Linked DNA regions of Mus musculus: regions 2 and 3 are each linked to region 1. A link is a contact called in public ChIA-PET and HiChIP or PLAC-seq data. All regions are on one chromosome and are shown on one strand. Each heading gives the region's core, a stretch centred on a gene start, on an enhancer-like site or on the middle of the called end of the contact. The rest is flanking DNA. Distances are from core to core; before and after follow the strand shown. Region 1 has its middle 37 kb from the start of Dazl. Region 2 overlaps Tbc1d5 (TBC1 domain family, member 5). Region 3 overlaps Plcl2 (phospholipase C-like 2).

Region 1 (4,667 bases), core at 1,533-4,032:
GTATGTTTAGGCCAGAAGAGAGTGTGGTGTCAGAACCCCTGGGGCTGGAGTTACAAATGGGAATGAACTAATTCAGGTCCTCTGCAAGAGCAAGTACTCTTAACTGCCCATGAACCATTTAGTCAGCTCCGCAGTCTCGCTTGGGCTGTTTCTATGAGAATTTCCAATGTAAATATTGGGACTTTCATGTAAGCTCAAGACTGCAAAAGGCTTTACAGCTTTCTACGTAAACAATATGATTTTGATTCCAGAATCTGAGCTAGGTTGTCGTTTTTTAATTTTTATTTGTACAGAGGCACTCTATCCTTGAACATTTTTTTCCCTTGCTCCTCTGGGCATGCATTCCTACCCAGGCTGAGTTTTCCCCTAAGAAAGGGCCTATGTGGTTTTTGTCTCTCCAAGTTATGATCAGGGAGGACCAAGGACCACACTGTTTAGTTTCCCTCTACGGCATTTTATCAGTAAATGTCTGTACTCTGGAATAAATTTCGGATGAGCAAGCCAAAGTGGACTAAGTAATGTGAGTCCGGGTGAGGTGAGGTGAGGTGAGGTGATGCTGTTGACTTAACAGAACACCTGAGGGGTTGTTCTGCTACTGATAGGCATTGGTTCTCTGGGTGCCAAGACTGTATCACGGAACGGCTCCAGGAATAGTCGGGCACTGAGGCTACCAGATCTTATTTGCCATGGTTAATCCTGACTGTCAACTCAATCAGATTGAGAGATGTCTAGAAGATCTGTAAAGAATACTCCTAGGGGAGCTCTGGAGATGTTTCTAGAAAGAAATAACTAAGGCAGGGATGACCCCTCTCGGGTCTGTGTCAGCATCCCAGTCGCCAGGCCCAGGATAGAATAGAAGGGGAGACTGCTGGAGGAGGGCTTCCTCAGTCTGTTTCCTGGCTGCCCCCACCTTTTGAAGCCTGTAGCATCCCTGAAAATGCTGAATGTCTCCTTATACCTACCATGCTATCCAGGAAGTTCTCTGTGATTGAAATAAAAATTTCAGTCCATCTTCTCTTGCTTTACTACAGGATTCTTCACTCATCCCTCAAGGCATGGCTTAGATTTTTCTGTCATTGTGATTGTTTTCTAAATCCCCCTCCCCCATCCTGACCATTCTGGCCGGTAGTAACTGCTACCTCCCCCTCCCTGGGCTTTCAAAGCCTACTGCTTCCCTTCCACACAACTTGCCACACAACTTCACTGTGCCAGGTGGTCTCATGAAAGTTTCTTGTGCTGTCTGAAGCTTTCGGCTGCATCATCTGTAGAATGTAAACACAACCAGTCCCACCTCATAGGGTCACTGTAAAAAACGCCACGGCACTTGGCGGCATGTGGTGAAGTATACATTTACTACTAACACTCGAGGCAGGGGCAGGGACAGGGACAGAGGCAGGGGCAGGGACAGAGACAGGAGCAGGGGCAGAGGGAGTCTCCGTCACGAGTTCCAGGCCAGCCAGCCAGGGCTATGTAATGAGATCCTGTCTCAGAGAGCAAGGAAGAGTGAGAGAGAGAGACAGAGAGACAGACAGAGAGAGACAGAGAGGGAGAAAGGGAACTTTCTAAGTCCTTGCTTAGCACAGTGCTGGGAACACAGTAAGGACTCAAAATCAGTGGTAGCCACTGTCACTGCTATAGTAATCATCACAATTATTCATCATATGGAACCACGGCTTGGCAATATTAGCTGTGAGAACTGAAGTCTGTCTCTCTTTGCTCTACTTCCTTTTTTGACATTTGCTTACTCATTTATTGTGTCACTTATAAAAGATGATTATGACCTTGTGTGACCAAATGTAGCTGCTTTCTCATTCAGGTATATGTATGCTGTATGGAGGTTGTAATTATTTGTTTTTTTTTTTTTTTTTTTTTTGATGAAGGTACTGAAAGGTCTGAAGAACCACAGCTCTGACTCTCATTGACTTTTTTGAATTAGGACAAAGCAACAGCCAACTCTGATCCCTGTAAAGAGCATTAGTGAGGCAGAACTGGGCCTCATTCCATTGTTCCACAGACATTTGCAAATGATCGTAGAGATAAGTCTGGTGAATCAGTTGGGTGAGGTAGAAAGAATAAAGGGCTCAGTTCAAGCCTTGACAGTGATCTTTAACTCTAAGCCTCAAGTGCCCTCTCAGCAAAATGGGAGCACTAGTAGCTCCCACAGCTCAGGACTGTTACAGAGATGAAATCATACTATGCATAGAAAGAACACACGTGTTTATGGTACATTGCTGGTAGTCAGTAACTATCCAAACACATCTTGATGCAGGAGTTGGAAGGGTCTCAGATGATGTTGATCAGGGTCTCTAGACACAGAGCCTGAAAAAGAAAAAAAATATTTTTGTTTTGTTGTTGTTTTTTGTGAAAGTGACTTACTGAAGGAATATAACTTTTAAGAATAGCTCATAGGAAAACATAGCAAGGGAGAAGCCAAAGAACTTTGAGAAATGGTAGATTCTACCCTCAGTCTGACTCATGAGGGCCCAAGGGCATCCACAGAGCAGAGCACTTCCCCCACTTCCCCCACCCAGGCAGAGGCTGGCTCTTTTAAGTCTCCTATCAGTCACTCTGCAGATTGACTAGTGAATAGATAGATTCTTTAGCTTGAGCTCAGATAACATGAAAGGAAACAGGAGCTTGCAAGAGCAAAAAAAAAAAAAAAACCAAAAAAAACCAAAACCAAAACCAAAAAAACCAAACAAGTTGGGGAGAGGATGTTGGGATGGGAGCTGAAGACTTACAGAGTTTACCACACAGCCAATGGGAGCCGCTGAACTCTCATGAGTGGGGGCTGTAACTTGATAATGGGTGAGCCAGGTGCCTCGATGATCCTTTTATGGCATCTCTTTGTTGTCAGGCTGAAGATCACATTTTCTGCCCTGACCTTCAACCAGCTACTTTAATTGGAGCCCAATCCTGCCCCATCTCTTCAGGCTCAGTGTACCCTGGTGGTAGTATTGCACAGATGCCCAGCAGAGCCATCTGGGCTGCGCCTGTCCACCCCCCAGCCCCACCCATACTCACACACTTTAGGATCTTGGGAAAGCTGCTCCTTGTTTGCAAGGCAGTCATTAAAGACTAGATGGGACTGATAATTTTTATGGCCTGAAAAGACGGTAGGAGTTAACGGCAAAAGGGAGCCTTATCCACACAATGGCAGGGCCGTGCACAGGAGCATATTTCCACCCAGGGCCAGGATGTGCTTGCGGTCTGTTTCCTGTGTGTGGATGACAGTGTCACCAGCCAGCTTCCTGCTTCTGTTAGCACGCCATGCCTTACCCGACATTACGGACTCTGGAGCCTCAAGCCAGATCAGCTCGTTTTTCCTTGCCTTGCTTTTGTCCGTACCATCTTATCACAGCGACAGAAAAGTAACCTAGAAACTGATACCAGCGCGGCAGGGAACATGATTTCTGTGTTTTGGAGGGATGTAGAAGATTCTGGAACTTTGGAGTAAAAAAAAAAAAATGTTGAATGTTATAAGCAGAGCTTTGTGGGTGTTCTGGTAGGAGCCTGGAAGACAGTAATGAGGTCAGAGAGAGAGTCCAGCTCTAGAGGGTTCAGAGGGATACAAGGATTCTACCAACAAGTAGGCTGGTAAAGACTCTGGCTACCTTCTGCCCATGTCCCAAGAACGCGGCTGAGGGTAAATGAAAATGTGATAGGCTGATTTTATTGGCAGAGGAGATCTCAGGCAGTGTGATGTTGAGTCTGTGGAATGCTTATAACCAGTTACTCTCATACAGCCCTATAATGAAAAGTTGCAACAAATGAGGCAGAAAGAAGTGGGGAAATTGTGCAGTTTGGTGAAAAAAAATCACCAGAAAGCTTAGTAGTCTAGCTTAAGTCATGCAATGAAGAAGGGGCTGGGTTTAGCATGCTAAGTGGGCAGCCCAGTATGTATGGAAAGCACAAACTGGAGTCAGCGGGTTGTATGTGCAGGTTGTGTGTGTGAGTGTGTAGACACAGGCGCACCCCTGTGTACATAGACGCTTAGAGAAAAGGACATGAGTTTGAGAAGGGTGTTACTGGGGACTTGAAAGGAGTTGGAGGGGGAGAGGGAGTGGGGGAAATGATGTAAATACAATGTACTCATATATAAAATTCTCAAAGAATTTAAATAAACATTGAAATTAAAAATATAAAATGGAGATTTTAAAATACATAATTAAAAATTTTAAAGGCTAGACAGGAATATTATGTGGCCAGCAAAATTGCTGAGTTTCTCAGGTACCTCAGCCTCTATAGAAAGAATCATTTCTCAATTAAAATAGTGTGGTCTAGAGAGACGAGTCATAAAATATCAACAATTTCAAACTTTTATGCCCTTGTGAAAAATGTTACATGTTTTATTTTACGAAAATAATATGACTTCATTAAATGCATTTTAAAAAGCAAAGATTTTAGAGATATATTTAGCTAGGAAACAAGATTAAAGTGAATGAATATGTATCAAAAATTCTACTGGGATTAACCATAATATCTAGGCAGTATGAACACTTTGAAACTTTCCATAAATGTATATATAGTGATGTTACTTTTAATTTTCGTAAATTATTTTTGAGGTACTATTGTTATTTTTACTATTATTCTTATGTCGTTATTTTGTGTGAGGGAAGGAAGCACTAAGGAACATGGACTTCAGAAGACAACCGGCTAGAATCAGT
Region 2 (4,667 bases), core at 596-3,095, 430 kb after region 1:
GGCAAAAGATCAATAAGGGACATCAGAATCCAGCATTGTCCTACGTTTAGAAGAGCAAATCCATATATAAGGCAAGAACTGGACACCCGAGGCTGGGCTACCTACAGACCACAGCAAACTGTATTTGGAAGCCTTATAGGTAAGAGTTAGAGGGCAGGGGATACTTTACTAGAAAAGAAAAAAAGCTAGCATCTAACTTTTTGGAGAGTGATATTAAATAAACTGGACAATGAGTGTCTTAGGGTTTTACTGCTGTGAACAGATAAAAAGGCAACTCTTACAAGGACAACAGTTAATTAGGGCTGGCTTGCAGGTTCAGAGGTTCAGTCCATTATCATCAAGGTGGGAGTGTGGCAGCATCCAGGCAGGCATGGTGCAGGAGGAGCTGAGAGTTCTACATCTTCATCTGAAGGCTGCTAGCAGAATACTGGCTTCCAGCAGCTAAGATCAGGGTCTTAAAGTCCACGCCCACAGTGACACCACACCTACTCCACCACGGAGAACACCTGCTAACAGTGCCACTCCATGGGCTGAGCGTATATAGACCCTCACAATGAGCTTTTCATGTATGGATCCATTTACTCTTCACAACAAACCTGTGTGGCAGATCCTCTCATTTACTGACAGATATTCCTGTCAGCCATATTCTCTGGGAGTATATGCTCCAGGTTAGGCAGCCAACCAAGAACCAGATCCCTTGGCTGCTCGCCCATGTCTTCCCTAGATGGACTCACATTCATGTTCTACGCTTTCCTAGCAAAGATTTAATGCACATTTACCAACTGTAATGGAGATACTAACTTCTAGTGGTTCACTAAACTATTTCCTTTCTAAAATGTTTAGAAATGGTTTATCATTGTAGTACATTTCAAATCCACTGCTTGTAAGGGTGAGGCAGGAAGATTGCTGGCAGTTGAAGATCAGCCTGCACTACATGGTGAGACCTTATTTAAAAGAAGAAAGGCATTTCTACAGGGGCATTAAGTTGGCTGAATATTATGCAATTTGGTTGTTTATAAAATACATCTTTCAGGTGTTAGTTATATACCTTCAGTACCTTTTTGATATTTTTTAAATAGTATAAGGTTTTATGATTTATTATTTACTTCCTTATCAACTTGATTAATAAATACATTCATTTACATTGTGTTAAGCCATGCAGAAAATACAATAACAGTTGAGATGTGGGCTCCTGGCCTCTATGAGTTTAGAGGAAGATACAGTCTGTACGTTCTTAAAGCCAAGAAAGGAGTAGGAAGCTCTGGAGAAGATGCAGGAGGATGCATGGAAATGAGAGCATGTTTTCTAGAATTCTGAAGGTACTGAAGGAGGAGGAATCAGAAGCAATGATAGAAAAGCATGTTCCAGGAAACAAGGATCCAGTCAACAAAGTTTTGTGTGTGTGTGTATGCAAGTGTCTGTGTGCATGTACAGGAGAGTGGCAGGTGAGCAAAGGAAAAACCAGTAATGAAGTCAAGTCAGAGAACTGAGAGGAGCAGGATCTTCAGATGGGCAGAAACCCCTCTCTCACATTCTTCCTTCCAGTAATGTGTGAGATGCTAGGGTCTGACACATAGTCTGCTGTTCCCACTGTCCCTAATGGAGACCATGTTTGAGGGTCACTTATGGACAAGAGTGACTGTCAGTTTTGCAGCAAAACAGGGCGAGAAGGGTCCTGGGGTGGGCTCTGCTCAGCTTCTAAGAGTGTCCTCAGATCACAAGATAAGCAGACATGGGAGCCAACACTGACAGCAGCAGCAGGAACCAGCCAAGAATAGCAGCTAGAGACAGGAAAGGCGCCCAGTCTTGCTTGAACAGATGGGTGAACAAGAAGTGGGAAGAACAGGAAACGGAAAGTCTTGATGAGAAGGAGGAAGGCTGCAGATGCTCTGAGGAAGCTGTGGTATACACAGGGTAAAACACACACACACTCGCGCACACACACTTGGTGTGAATGAAACCCAAGCCAGAGAAGCATATGGCAATAGCCCTGGAAGACAGCATCAGGAAAAATAGAACAAGAACACAATGACTACATATTACACTGCATTAAATGACAGGGTATGGGTGTGTGAAGCAGTTCAGCCGCTGTACTGGAGAACAAGCTGGAATATGAACGCTATAGCCCTAGCATTAGTGTATAAGAGGCCTGTCACATACAATAGTTAGGGCTTTAACGAGTCAGCAACTCTTTGAGCCCAAATATAAGATGGTAACACTATTTAGTATGGCCTGTAATTCTTAGGGGATTGGATTATTGGAGAGTCTTGATAAAGGACACAGTTTGGCCTAACAAGTGCTTTATAAATGTTACTTTTTTGTTGTTTTGTACTAGCAATGTACTCCTAGAACATTACCCCAGGGAACCATGTGCATACATAAAAGCAACTGAAGATATTAGTCAGGCATCCAAGGACAGCACATATACTCACGTGAACCCTGCATGTTTTTTAAAAATATTCTGTTGATGGACAATTCACAGACATACAACAGATGACTAACTGGAAAAATAAGATTGCAATGTATAAGTTTTTTTTTTTTTTTAAGTAGTCTTGACTTTGAAAAACATGGTGGGATTATACTTTTTTTTTTTCTGGATTTTCTACAAGGATATGGGGTTATATATTTACAAGAAAATAAGATTATTATGTGAACAACATACTAGGGAAGACATTTTTAAAAAGCAAAAGGGTTGGCTGGGGAAATGCCTCAAGCATAGAGACCCAGCTTTGGACCCCTGCATCAACTTCTCATCCAGCTGTAGCCATGTGTGATGCAATCCAGTGGTGACTATATGTGGACACTGATCTCTGGAGCTTGCTAGCCAACTAGTCTAGACAAACTGGTGTTTTGCTATGTATGTGCACACGTGTGCATGTGTGTGTGCATGCGTGTGTGCGTATGCGATTCTGTGCGTGCATGTACAGGAGAGTGGCAGGCGAGCAAAGGCGGAACAAATTATGAAGTCAACTCAGAGAACTTGGAGAAGCAGGTCCTTCAGATGGGCAAAAGGCCCTCCCTTCCATTCCTTTCTAGTCAAGAAGCTGTGGTTCAGCAAGAAACCCTGCCTCAAACAATAAGGTGAATGAGGTGGAGAGTGAGTGAGGAGGACACCTGACTTCAATCTCTAGCATCCCTAAGCATGTTACACATATGTACATACAAACATATAACCTTGTAGTGGTGAGTTTTATGCTACACCGGTTTGTGCTCCTGGTGGGTGGCATGCATGCATCCACTCAGGGGCTATCTGGATTTGCAAATGGAAAACACACACACACACACACACACACACACACACACACACACACACACACACACACACTAGCTAACTTTAAATGCTTTGGATACCTCAAAGGCTGGGTGGGTACTCCTAAACCTTCCACTGATACCCCAGGCCCAAACAGGGAAGTGGCCAGGAGCCACCCACCGTTCTCACAGGGCAGAGAGGCTTCATCTCCTGCGCCTGCGTCCCACCCTTCTACCCCGAGTCATTGGAATTCTATTCGTTCCTCTCTGCATCTACCTGCACAGCGCTCAGTGTCCCACCCCACGCCCAGCTATTGGGGACAAGGACCTTCAATGCAGATTCCCGATGGAATCACAGCTTCAGAACCAATCTCCAACACAACCTCCCCCAAATAAAACCGATTACCATGGGGAAAAAAGAGATGGAATGTTTGTAAAGACCAAAGTTGACTCCAAATCAATCCAAACAACATTCTCTAGACAAATATACCCTAAACAGCAATAAATAATATGAAATATAAGTGAATAACTTGTGAGAAAAGTAAATACCAAATAATTAAAATACTTTGTCTGTGAAACCTTAAATAGGATTTGAATGATAAAAGTCTTCCTGATCTATACTATCAAAGACTATCTGTAAAAGCTCTATAATTTCCCTTTATATAGGTAAAAACATATTGCATATTTCAGTAAGTTAGTTCTATTGAAATTCAGGAGGTATGAAAGTATTGTTATGGACTGACTGCCTGTCTTAAACATTGTATCTGGGGAAAATGTTCTCTTCTATAAGGGCCTGTATATAAAAGTTTAAATGTCTCTGTTAGAGCTATGGTCCCATCTTTTAGATCGTCATTTTTTTTTATAATCAGGAAACCTGAATAATCTTTTGTAACTGTAATACACTCCCTTTTCCACCAAGCCAATGAGCCCAGATGATACATTTTCCTTTTTGCCACATTTGTATGTGATCAGACCAGTGGATGAAATCATCCAGAGTTGTGGGAAATATTAAAAAAGTAGACCTGCCATCTCTCCTGCCGTGCCAGTCCACATTCAAGTTCTAGTACAGGAACTGGTGGGCCACCACCCAGCTACTCTCTCCCAGCTAGCGAGTTCATCTCGATTCCACACAGCACCCCACACACCCCATGATCAGCCATCTCAACACTGAATTAACCAGTAGAAACATGACTTTTTGTTGTTGTTGTTGTTGTTGAGACAGGGTTTCTCTGTATAGCCCTGGCTGTCCTGGAACTCACTTTGTAGACCAGGCTGGCCTTGAACTCAGAAATCTGCCTGCCTCTGCCCCCCCCCCCACCCCCCAGTGCTGGGATTAAAGGCGTGCACCAAAGCTTAATTACCCAATCAGATTTATATAACAATAAGATCACAATTTACAAGATGCCAATACAATAATT
Region 3 (4,667 bases), core at 1,049-3,548, 300 kb after region 1:
AAATTACAAATATAAACAGTTAGTCTATCCACTTTCATAAACTATCACTGCAACTGGCAAGAATCTTGCAAGAATCCTGGCTGGCTTTTAAAATAATTCTGACTGCATGATACTATTCATTCTTATAACACTTTTACTGAATTCAGTTGATTATTTCAGTATAAAGAACCTGTGCTATAATGTGTATTAAAAGCATTTGATGTTACCTTCTGTTTATGAGAGTCAGTTCAGAAACTGTCTTGAAGTTTCATCTGTAAATGAGATTTCTAAATATGCGAATGAATTTAGGTGTACATTAGAGTGATAAGTGATAGAAATAGTTACTGTGGTCAGAGAGGCTTTTTATATTTTGGAATTCCAGCCATATAAAATGGAGTGTTATTGCTGTGCAAGCTGCAATCTAGTGCATAAGAGGTTCGGGACGTGCCGTGGCTTGGATGAAGGTTTTTGTGCCATGAAAGTCTCTTCTAGTCCCTGAAAACCACCCATGGATGATATAAAAGGTTAGAGCAGATTGGAAAGGTAGAGAATTCTTAGCTTTCTGGGCTGGGACCAGGGGCTACTCACAACTCCCAATCCACTGCATATTGACTTATCACTGGACATCATCTCCCGCAAGGTGTGAGAACAACTGAGTGCATTATGGAAGCAGGCTTGTGTGATACCACCACTAAGCTTAGGTTGAATATGACAGAAAATGGATTAAAATTGCACTTCATTAAAGCAAGCAAGAAAAAAAAATCTTTAGAAGTATTCTCCCTCTGTACTGAGTGCTGGGATTGTACTTGATTTGAAAATGCAAATTTGTTCCCAATTGATACGTTTAAGAACATTTTGCAAATAACTTAAAATTTCACACTTCCTTATGTGCAGTTTTGTCTGTAAGTAACACTAGGTGAACCAGAAAACGGTTCCCGGGTGAACTGAGTGTTAAGTCCCTGCCAGTTCCCTGGGTTCCGTGAGTCTGTTTGAACCTCTAGGCATCCATGTGTGTTACTGTGATCTGACTGGTCTGTGAGATTTCAGGTGCCCTTCTTGCAGTACCTCACAGCAGCTCACGGCACAAGCTGTAGCCTTCAGTGCCCACTTCTGCTTCAGGGCTTTTTCAAGGTCTGTTGTGCTGCTGTCATCTGTTGGTATTTAGTTGATTTGTGTGGTTTTAGGTTTTTCAGTGTTGTGCCCTTAACCTCACTTTCCTTATAAAGCCCTGTATTTTTAATTGTGCATTTTTATATAATGTAGTGATATTTCCAGGGCTGCATATGCAGCGTTATTACAGAACTGTTGATATTGCAGTTGCATTCTCCACAATTACCAGCATTACCAGATGTCAGTGCAGAGCTCTCAGGATGATGAACTCAGCTTCTGTCCAGAGACTCTCACGTCACCATAAGTGAACATTGCGTGATACCCTTGCTCTTTCTGGCCACTCCTGTGTTTAGAATTTGGTTTTGCTTTGTACTTGTTAACTTGGTGACTCTAGTTGAAGCATTACCATGAGGCTCATTTATCTTTTAACTAGTATTTTTTATTAATTATTTGAGAATTTCAAATAATATATTTTTATTATGTTCACCCCAACTCTTCCCCAGATCCATGCCCAGTCGCCCAGTCCCTCTCCCTCCCTCCTTCCTTCCCCCCTTGTCTTCCTCCCCTGCCCCCTCCTCTCTCCTATTTTACTCAAGTACTCTTGGGTATGGGGACAGCAATGGAGAGTATGTCAACCTCCTAGGAGACCCATAAAGAAAACTGACTCTTGCTCTTGTAAAGCTATTGCAGGCAATAACCCCTCAGGTAGGTAGTCCCAGCTTCGTGCTTTGCCGTCTAATGCTGAGATTTTCTTCCCAGCCTGAGCATGCACACATTTTGTTCATGCTATCATAACCACTGTGCATTTATATGTTCATCTGCTCGAGTGTACCTGGAAAGCACTGCTTACTGATAACTATCTGTCACCTCTGGCTCTTACAGTCTTTGAGCTCCCTCTTTCTCAGTGGTTCCTGGAGGCCCATTTATCTTTTAAAGTTCCTTCTTCACAAATTCAAACAAATTGTAGCCACAGTATTGGCAGAGAATATTTAAATTTTCCAAATTTCAGAGCTAAGCTTTGCCTAATTTCTAGCTAGTGATGGAGATCCTCACAAGACTTCCTCATTGCTCTCATTGCCTCCTTCCCTGATGATTATCTGTGATTGTGAAAGTTTACTTTGATCACAACACAACCTGCCTTCAGTGATCAGGGCACATCCTGCTTACAGTGATCATAGGACATCCTAACTGCAGTGATCATAGGACATCCTGCCTACAGTGATCATAGGACATCCTGCTTACAGTGATCAGGGCACATTCTGCCTACAGTGATCATAGGACATCCTGCCTACAGTGATCATAGGACATCCTAACTGCAGTGATCATAGGACATCCTGCCTATAGTGATCATAGGACATCCTGCATACAGTGATCATAGGACATCCTAACTGCAGTGATCATAGGACATCCTGCCTACAGTGATCATAGGACATCCTGCCTACAGTGATCATAGGACATCCTAACTGCAGTGATCATAGGACATCCTGCCTACAGTGATCATAGGACATCCTGCCTACAGTGATCATAGGACATCCTGCCTACAGTGATCATAGGACATCCTGACTGCAGTGATCATAGGACATCCTAACTGCAGTGATCATAGGACATCCTAACTGCAGTGATCATAGGACATCCTAACTGCAGTGATCATAGGACATCCTGCCTATAGTGATCATAGGACATCCTGCCTACAGTGATCATAGGACATCCTGACTGCAGTGATCAGGGCACATCCTGCCTACAGTGATCATAGGACATCCTGCCTACAGTGATCATAGGACATCCTAACTGCAGTGATCATAGGACATCCTGCCTACAGTGATCATAGGACATCCTGCCTACAGTGATCATAGGACATCCTGCCTACAGTGATCATAGGACATCCTGCCTACAGTGATCATAGGACATCCTGCCTACAGTGATCATAGGACATCCTGCCTACAGTGATCATAGGACATCCTGCCTACAGTGATCATAGGACATCCTGCCTACAGTGATCATAGGACATCCTAACTGCAGTGATCATAGGACATCCTAACTGCAGTGATCATAGGACATCCTAACTGCAGTGATCATAGGACATCCTGCCTACAGTGATCATAGGACATCCTGCCTACAGTGATCATAGGACATCCTGACTGCAGTGATCAGGGCACATCCTGCCTACAGTGATCATAGGACATCCTGCTTACAGTGATCATAGGACATCCTAACTGCAGTGATCATAGGACATCCTGCCTACAGTGATCATAGGACATCCTGCCTACAGTGATCATAGGACATCCTAACTGCAGTGATCATAGGACATCCTGCCTACAGTGATCATAGGACATCCTGCCTACAGTGATCATAGGACATCCTAACTGCAGTGATCATAGGACATCCTGCCTACAGTGATCATAGGACATCCTGCCTACAGTGATCACAGCTCTTCCTGACTAAGTGATCAAGAGTTTATGATGAACCCTAAGTTCTACCGTGTAGATTTCCACACTTCATCCAGGCTGTTGCTTTTCTCCTTTCCACCCATGAGCTCTGCTTTCCATTAATATGGATTGAGACAAAGGATATTTTTCACTGTTTAAATTCTACCCTACCTCTTATACTTCCAAGAAACCTATTTGTAGTAGCACCCCTGGTATATTTTGTTTTTTTGTTTGAAATGGCTCTTGGAACTCTTTAGGCTCTTCTGAAAGTTTTATTTTAGGTTTCCCCTTATATTTTCTATAATTTCGTTGTGAAGACTCTGGAAGTAGAGGTGAAGTGTTATGAAGAAGCCAGTCAAGTTAGCCTGGAAACAATTTGTTATTTAAAATCATATTATCATAGTGGTCTTGAAAAAGGTTAATGACCACAACTCTTGCTGATGATGTAGGCTTTTTAAAGATAGCTAATTCCCTGGCTTCTCAATGTGGATAGCAAGATGAATGGAGTTCCATTGCAAACATTCCCCACAGCAATTATCTGTTCATGCCCCAGTTCCCTATAACTTTTATTATGTCCAGGTATTACCAGCCATGTTAGGAGCTGGGTATGGTGACAAACACCTTTAATCTAGCACTCAGGAGGCAGGGCCAAACAGATCTCAAAAGTTTAAGGCCAACCTGGTGTTTACCGTTGGTTCCAAAATAGCAAGGGCTACATAGAGTCCTGTCTCCAGGGAATTAAAAAAAAAAACGAAAAAGAGGCTATGTCATATGTATGTGTGTTGTGTGGTTGTGCAAGTTTATCTTTAAATTGTGTGTGTGTGTGTATGTGTGTGTGTGTGTGTGTGTGTGTGTGTGTGTGTGTGTGTGCATTGAATTGTGAATGAGTTATAGGTGCCAGAGAATCCAGAATTATTGGATCCTCCTGGAGCTGGGTACAGACAGTTTTAAGCCTATATTAGAGTTGAGCATACTTGTTATTTCCGAGACTTTCCTAATGCATTAGTGTTAAAAATTTAGGAGCTACTAGTAAACAAGTCACTAATAAAAAAAAAATCCATTAGCAGTGACTGTATAAAAGTATTTTATACTAAATAAATAATGTCCATGCCTATATGGCTGGTTATTCCACCTGGCAGTGGATGTCTGAGT

Evidence for each region. ChIA-PET counts read pairs in DNA pulled down with a chosen protein or histone mark. HiChIP or PLAC-seq counts read pairs in DNA pulled down with a chosen protein or histone mark.
Region 2: a contact with region 1 is called in an H3K4me3 HiChIP or PLAC-seq map of bone marrow-derived macrophages, with 5 times the contacts expected there. The contact joins two enhancer-like sites. A contact is called at or near these places in 1 of 484 Hi-C or Micro-C datasets (bone marrow-derived macrophages), 7 of 115 datasets of contacts at active chromatin or transcription factors (acute myeloid leukemia, bone marrow-derived macrophages, differentiating embryonic stem cells and 3 more) and 1 of 9 other capture datasets (embryonic stem cells).
Region 3: an RNA polymerase II ChIA-PET map of memory CD8 T cells shows a contact between it and region 1, with 11 read pairs. The contact joins two enhancer-like sites. A contact is called at or near these places in 1 of 15 datasets of contacts at CTCF or cohesin (large pre-B cells), 3 of 484 Hi-C or Micro-C datasets (bone marrow-derived macrophages, liver and neurons), 4 of 115 datasets of contacts at active chromatin or transcription factors (bone marrow-derived macrophages, double positive thymocytes and memory CD8 T cells) and 1 of 9 other capture datasets (embryonic stem cells).

The regions. Positions count from the first base shown.
Region 1 is chr17:50,328,734-50,333,400 of GRCm38.p6, forward strand. No RefSeq gene overlaps it. Among named protein-coding and RNA genes, the nearest start is that of Dazl, 37 kb to the left of the region's middle. Within about 2 kb of position 2,783, at least 83 of the 459 cell types and tissues checked have an H3K27ac peak or open chromatin away from gene starts, as enhancers often do. A contact at or near this core is called in bone marrow-derived macrophages, memory CD8 T cells and regulatory T cells, where this site is marked.
Region 2 is chr17:50,761,771-50,766,437 of GRCm38.p6, forward strand. All of the region lies in intron 18 of Tbc1d5 (TBC1 domain family, member 5), which reads right to left. Among named protein-coding and RNA genes, the nearest start is that of Gm41598, 27 kb to the right of the region's middle. Within about 2 kb of position 1,846, at least 73 of the 459 cell types and tissues checked have an H3K27ac peak or open chromatin away from gene starts, as enhancers often do. A contact at or near this core is called in bone marrow-derived macrophages and regulatory T cells, where this site is marked.
Region 3 is chr17:50,628,958-50,633,624 of GRCm38.p6, forward strand. The region is part of intron 3 of Plcl2 (phospholipase C-like 2); the gene reads left to right. Among named protein-coding and RNA genes, the nearest start is that of Plcl2, 120 kb to the left of the region's middle. Within about 2 kb of position 2,299, at least 18 of the 459 cell types and tissues checked have an H3K27ac peak or open chromatin away from gene starts, as enhancers often do. A contact at or near this core is called in memory CD8 T cells, where this site is marked.